2 separate regions of the Zea mays genome follow, and region 1 is linked to region 2. Evidence: chromatin contacts called from public Hi-C data. All regions are on one chromosome and are shown on one strand. Each heading gives the region's core, a stretch centred on a gene start, on an enhancer-like site or on the middle of the called end of the contact. The rest is flanking DNA. Distances are from core to core; before and after follow the strand shown. Region 1 has its middle 30 kb from the start of LOC109944013. Region 2 holds the start of LOC100191290 (10-deacetylbaccatin III 10-O-acetyltransferase).

Region 1 (3,475 bases), core at 751-3,250, 65 kb before region 2:
ACAATAGCAGGAAGGTAGGAACCCTCCAAAGCTTATACACAAGCCTAACTAATCTTCCTCTAGAACTGGAAACGCCCTCTAGCCTCAGGAACACCTAGAGTACTCCTCATCACCTACAACAACATGGGTTCGAAAACCCTGAGTACGGAGTGTACTTTCGCAAGTATTACCTGACTAAGCAAAAATGACTTTCAAGGATATGCTGGTTAAATAGGAATCAAGGAAAAGGCTTTAGCAAGAATCAACTTAGATACTTTTGCGGTAATAGCTTATTAAAGTGAGTCCTTACTTTCAATATTTTAACACCAGATTAAATATTAATAGACTCTAGTTGCATCTAGTCTAATTTCACCATCTCATCAATACAACATCATTTTTATTCATAATGTTTACATCCTGACCTAGGTTGCAGGTCAGAGATCAAGTCTCCACTGTCCGGGGATATAATGGCGATCCGAATCGATTTACTCAGCTGAGGATCTCTAACCACACGACATATGTAGCACTTAACCCTTGCATATGTCAACCATTCCCACAGATCCTCCACAATGTGAACCGGTCTGCGCTACCCGGGAGCACAATACTCCTTCGTCCAGCCTCTATCCAGTAGGGTACACGCTACTCCCACCATCTCCTACGCCCAGTGCACCGTTGTCTTTTCACATATGGAATAACCGGGTTCAAGTTTACCCTGTCCCATATTCAGGGTATGTGGCCAGTTAAGATAGTCCTTGATCATACAGGCCTACATAAGTATCCAATCCTTAATTAACCTGGGTGGAGCATCACCTGTTCCTAGCCCAAGTCTCGAGTTAAGTACTTCCACCCTCAGGATTGTTTTGTGTTCCTAAGGATGGAAAGATCAATATAGGGAACTTTGCAGTAAGATCCCGCCATGCTCCCAATGAAAATATTCTTGCAGGTAGAAGCCATCCTTCTCAGGATAACCCTTGAGCTAGGCATTATTGCAAAAGACAACTTCTATCCACAAGATCTAAGCAGGGCTAAGCATTTTTTTAAATCGTATTTTGATACTTCATTAGCAGTATCTATAAAGGAGTGGATTTCAAGGTAGCCAATGCATCAAAGGGTTTCCAAGCAACTCCTATAAACCTAATGCACATTTCACTAGACTTAAAGTGTGTAAAAATCATTTAAAAACACAAGAAAGGTTGCATGCACCGGGGCTTGCCTTTGTTGCAGTGAAGTGGTTCTAGATCCCTCTATCAAATACCCAGTTAGATGGCTCCTCCACTTGATCAACAGACACTGGAGTAGACTCCTCCTTCAAACACCACTTCTTCTAGGTGTTCTACAAGTCAATTACAAATACATGTATGCTTATGCAATGATATGAAATGCAAACTCTCACAAGGAGAGGTGGGGAACATAAACACCACAAACTAAAACACATGACAAGCATACACATGGTTCTACACCACCAACACTTGCTAAAAGTGACCAAATTGAATTACTTAGACAAACCAGAGAACTAACCTATCTTAGATCTCATCCAAAAGCTTAAAACTTCTTAAGCAACTTCATCACTTCACTAAACTATTAGGTGTCCTCATTCCATAGGTGAAGTCCTTTTCTTTTTGGGCAATAATTAGTTTACTAAGCAAATCACATCCTAATAGTTCCAAATTTTTGCCCACAGTTTCAGCTTCTAATAACTAGATTCTCCAAGAATTTTCACAATTTCTGGTGCTATATTCTTATTTCTAAAATTCAAACAGTCCTTCCCAGAGCACCTTTAATTCACTTAATGTTTTATAATTGCCCTAAAAATCCTAAATCCAACTTTACCAGAGAGCACATGAATTTAGACATCCAACAAAATTTGTCTTGCTATTTTTGGATTTTTCTACAACTTATGGCACAATTTATAAGTTCTGTGTTAAAGAAAAGACCAAACTATGAACAGTATTGGACCACGACCAGCCCAGCTGGCCCAACATCGGGCAGATCTGGCCCGTGGCTGGGGAGCCCGCGCGCCCGGCTTTTGCACAAAAGACCCCGCGGTCTAGTTAAACCAATCCAAGCTTCCCCCACTGTTCACCAGAGTCAGTGACTACCACACTTAAACCCCTTGGTTTTGTTCTATTCACAAGGTCTCGGCCATGACTCCACTCCAACGGTTAGCACAGGTTGAACACCTGGCCGTGCTCACCCGATCCCGTCGCCGGTGAGTTCCTCAGCGAGGACCAGCACCCTAACTCCGACCCTGAGGTATACCCGTCAAATATACTTCAAGAATCGAACCACTACTGCACTGGACCTATGCCGCCGACGGCCATGACAGCGAGCTAAGTACGGCGACCACGTACTTGAGCCACCTCTATAGTAAAGTTTAACCAAACACCACGGGTAGCATCAGTGACATACCTAGATTCCTATGCTCGCGGAAAACCGGCCGAGGACGAAGCAAGTCGGTCGGGCGACGGCGGAGCTGTTCACGGTGTCAGTCTGCGGCGGTGCGCTCTTGTTCCGGCCAAAACATGACAGTATCGTTAGGGATAACAGCTCGGTGAGCTTCACTGATCTAAGGGGGACATGGAACAAGCACAACAAAGACCAATACTTGCCTGAGTTAGCCTGGCCACGGCGAGGTGACAAATTGGTAGGCGTGGTCACAACTCATAGGAGTTTGGCGCGTGCAGCTCTGGATAGAGCACAATGATGGCTGGGGAAAGGAGAAGCTACACGAACCTGAAGGCATAGGGACCACACGCTGCAAGGAACTCAGGGAAAGAAGTTCACTGAACCATGTCTTTTATGGCAGCTAAAGTGGGGCAGGTGTCCCTGGACTTGCACAAATTCAGTGCAAATGTATTCCCAGGGTGCCAGCAGTACATGGACATCCCCTACGTGTCTTTCATGCTCAAGTTCCTCACAGATGCACAGACACACCCATAACACTGAACCTAGTCAGCACTTTCAGCCCAAAATATCAACTTGTCCAATTACTCAAATAGGGAATAGAGCAGATAAGGTTCACTGCCCACAAATATCCACTGTCCAGTAATACAGACAGAGGAAGGACGGATAAAAAAATTCCACTGCGGCAGGCTCAAACACATCCAAAGGTTTGATATTTTCTGCAGGGAAAAAAATCTTCTTCAGATATTTTGGAAGCACTGAATTGCTTTAGCTAGCCTGATCCTCCCTATTCAGCCCCCCTTTTCTCCTCATTCCTGTTAAGGACAGACCAGTCCCCTATAATCAAACTTGTTCATTGACTAAGACTCTTCAAGTTTGTTACAAGAATCTAGGATCCAAACTGCATGTATCACAAGTTATGGTGTCTAAGAGTTAGCCACATTTCACTGAACCTATTTTCAGATCTCTAGATTCATCTACCGTTGCTCCATTCCTCTCCCTCTGTTCAGTGCTTCGTAACTCCCAATTTCCCTCAACAACAAACCCACTTTCCTTAACCAATCTATTCTCTATTGATATCTCTATCTCTTTT
Region 2 (3,619 bases), core at 942-3,441:
ATAACTGGGGTTATGCTACATCTAGATCTAATGGATAAGGTAATTAGATTGGATTGCGTGTTCTTAATCGGTGGTACCCATCATATATGTAGAGGATAAACCTGTTACTAGGTGCTTCCAAACAGATTCCCGCGTGATTAGTTGATAAACACATGTGGGATAAAGGCTATCGCCTGAATTAATCTAATCACAGAACATTTGAGCTATACCCGCAAACCGCTGTGAACCGTCCAGCCGTCCAGCTGTCCGGGTGCCAAATTTTGTGTCGAACACCTTGGCTTGTTCAGACCATGTGGTGGTGTTAATTGGGAATAATCCATGTGTTTGGTTGTAGTAGAAGTCGAGCCAGGCTAGGATAAGCCTAGCCAGTGTTAGTTGAATCAGGCTGAGTTTATACATATGCTTCTGTTTGGTTATTTGTACATATTTGTGGAGGCTATATACAGACTTTGTTTGGTTGCTTGTACTGAGACATGAGTTATAGAAGACTACATAAATAAATATCCAAATATTACATTGCATGAATGGTCTTATTTTGTTCACAAAAATTTGAGGAACACAAATATAAAATCAATTTAGCGATTAAATGTTTTTATTAGAAGATATAATAGAAAAACAAATTAAAACTCATTCTGGTTTTACTTGCTGCATGCAATGGATGGCTGCATTCAGCCTGGACGCGCGCCTACGCGAGCTGCGGGCGTATGGGGTGGGCCTGGCCGAGAGCTAATATTTGTACCTAATGAGCCTGTATGTATAGAGAAGTGAACCAAACGAATAATGTTTTATGGATCCGCGGGTGCAACTGCATGTGGAAAGCAGTCAACCAAACATACGGAATATGAATTTCATGAATTAACTACGTCTTCCATTTATCATCAGTCAGTGGTAGAGAATATCAAGCCGGTAGTGCGACTGATGAAAACAATGGCCCTGTTTGGTTGTCTGGTTGGGTGGACCTAGCTTGTATCTAGGAAACCTGGCTCTTGGTAGCCTAGCTGAGAGCATACAATATCCATACGTTTGGTTGCCTGTATAAGCTTAGCTTGGCCCATGTGAGATGATGTTTGGTTGCTTACATAAATGGTTGATGCATGGATTAAAAGCTATAAAGGTTTATTATATTTTCATGTGATGATGTTGCAATAGTCTATAATATGCCATACAAAGCCTCAATCCACTTTTAAATAAATTAAATTTATTTAATAGACACTAATTACATGTTAATCTGTCATTAGGAAAGACTAATGGTTGCACCGGCAGAGCCTGGCTCTGGAGAAACGACCAATTCCTACGTATCTCGGGAGCCAGGCCCAAGAGGAATTTTGCATCCCGCGAGTCAGGCTGAAGAGGCTGATCAGGCAACCAAACAGAAGAAAGCCGTATCTCGTGAGCCTGGCCAGACCATATGCAGGCAATCAAACGCACCCAATATAATCGTCTATGCCCGGGCGGGCTTCACATGTTGAGGTCTCATCGGATAGCGCGTTGCTCGGCACTATCCTTGTAATTGTATGCTGCGTACATCCGTCTAGACTGAACACGTGTATTGACTAAGAAGCAGTCAGGTAAAAAATATATCCCTTTACTGCATGAGCACATACGCTCGGACGTTCAGTTTCTGGGGGACCACCGGCGTTCAAATATATCCCTTTACTACATGAGCACATACGCTCGGGCGTTCAGTATATAGATGGCCAAAAAGCACGAGGCCCGTGAGCCCGGCACGAAGCCCGGTTTTTGGGCCCGGTCCGAACCCGGCACGGTAGAATAAGCGGGCGGGCTTGGACAGGAAACTAGGCACGGCGGGCTAGCCCGGCACGACCCGTTTACCTCTAAGCCCGTTAAGCCCGGTTTTTTTACACTAAAACGTGCTTACCGGCCCGTTTAGCACGTTTTCGGCCCGTTTTTTTCGTGCTAAACGGGCCGGCCCGGCCCGTTTAGGCCCGCTGCGGGCCGGCTTGGACAGAAACTTGAGCACGATGGCACAGCAGGCCCGGCCCGGTTTTTGGCCGGGCTTCACCGGGCCCGGGCCGGGCCGGGCCGGGCGGCCCGTTTGGCCATCTCTAGTTCAGTATCTGGAGGACCGGCGTTCAGTTTCTGGGGGACCACGCTCGCTAGATCCAGGTGCTGCTCGTCCGCCCATCAATCAGCCGCTATATAACTCCACGCGAGCAAGCCGAGAAGACCACAAACAAACCGCAAAGCAAGCACACGAGAAAAAAAAAATCACAATGAGCTCATGGGTTACCAAGTCGCTGCCTTTTCTCGTGGCTCCGGCAGTGGCCTCGCCCACTGCCGCCCTCCAGCTCACCTCCATGGACAGAGCTCTGGTTTCCCTGCCCGTGTCAGCGATGTTCGTCTACGAGAACCCCATCGATCGTCCGGCCGAGACCATTAGAAGAGCTCTGTCCCGTGCGCTTGTTCCCTACTACCCAATGGCCGGCCGCCTCGCCGTCACTGGGGACCAGCTGAAGCTCGCGTGCACCGGCGAGGGCGTAGCGTTCGTCGGTGCGTCGGCGAGCTGCACCCTGCAGGACGCCAGGCTCTGCGACCGGCGTCCCGTGGTCAGTGTCGAGGACCTCAGTATCAGCTATGCCGGCCAGTACAGCGAGGACCCTCCACTTCTGCTGGTGCAGGTGACCGAGTTTTCCTGTGGCGGCTTCGTTGTCGGGGTGACGTGGAACCACGTCCTCACGGACGGCGCCGGCATGGCGCAGTTCTTGAAGGCCGTCGGCGAGTTTGCCCGAGGTTCCCCTTCCCCTTCCGTCTTGCCGATGAGGGTGGACGACACCCTCTCTGAACTCCCCCCGCCAATAACCACCATGACTAAGGCACTCGTCAGCAGCAAGCCCAGAGACATGCCGTCCTCCTACATCACAGTTCCCCTGAGCTTCGTCGACCGCATCAAGGGCGAGTTCCGTCGTCGCAGCTACGGCAGCGGCAGCGGCCAGGTGTCGACGTGCACTGCGTTCGACGTGTTCACCGCCGCCATATGGAAGTGCCGTGCCCGCGCGACGATCGGCAGCGCCGCCAGCCCGGACGCCCCCACGGCGCTCGCCTTCACGGTGAACGTGAGGAAGCCGGCCAAGGCCAAGGACGGCTACTACGGCAACGTCTTCGCCTTCGGCCTCGCTGCCTCGACGCTGCGCGAGGTCGCGGACGGCGACATCCTGGACCTTGTGACGCTGGTCAGGGACGCCAAGGCACGGGTCCCGTTCACGTTCGCTGACGGAGCCGCGCACATCGCCGACGAGATGGGCGGTCGGCTCAAGGGCCTCGACGGCTACGACACCCTGTACGTCACGAGCTGGTGGAACCTCGGCTTGGACGACGTTGACTTCGGCAGCGGCGGCGCTGAGCGCGTCATCGGGTGCATGGAGCGCAAGGTGGTGCCGGGCTGCTTCCTGTGCGGGAAAAAGGACAAGGCCGAGGGCGTCGCCGCCATGGCGCTCTGCGTCAAGCAGGAGCACGCTGAGGCTTTCCATGCGGAGCTACGAAGCCTCAAGTGACGCGGAGACCTTACATGTTTGTCCGTGTTTCAATTTTAATAAGAGCACTTTAAACTCGTGCGTTACAATAAAAATATATAATACTACGATAATTTATATGTCACGAT

Evidence for each region. Hi-C and Micro-C count contacts between places; a contact is called where the count stands out from the background.
Region 1: a Hi-C map of leaf shows a contact between it and region 2, with 3 times the contacts expected there. The contact joins the enhancer-like site here to the promoter of LOC100191290 in region 2. A contact is called at or near these places in 3 of 25 Hi-C or Micro-C datasets (all in leaf).

What each region holds. Positions count from the first base shown.
Region 1 is chr2:107,704,831-107,708,305 of Zm-B73-REFERENCE-NAM-5.0, reverse strand. No RefSeq gene overlaps it. Among protein-coding and RNA genes, the nearest start is that of LOC109944013, 30 kb to the right of the region's middle. Within about 2 kb of position 2,000, at least 16 of the 20 cell types and tissues checked have an H3K27ac peak or open chromatin away from gene starts, as enhancers often do. A contact at or near this core is called in leaf, where this site is marked.
Region 2 is chr2:107,639,965-107,643,583 of Zm-B73-REFERENCE-NAM-5.0, reverse strand. It overlaps LOC100191290 (10-deacetylbaccatin III 10-O-acetyltransferase), which reads left to right and starts at 2,191. Exons shown (of 1, transcript NM_001136724.2): 1 at 2,191-3,568. The coding sequence starts at 2,235. The coding sequence ends at 3,512.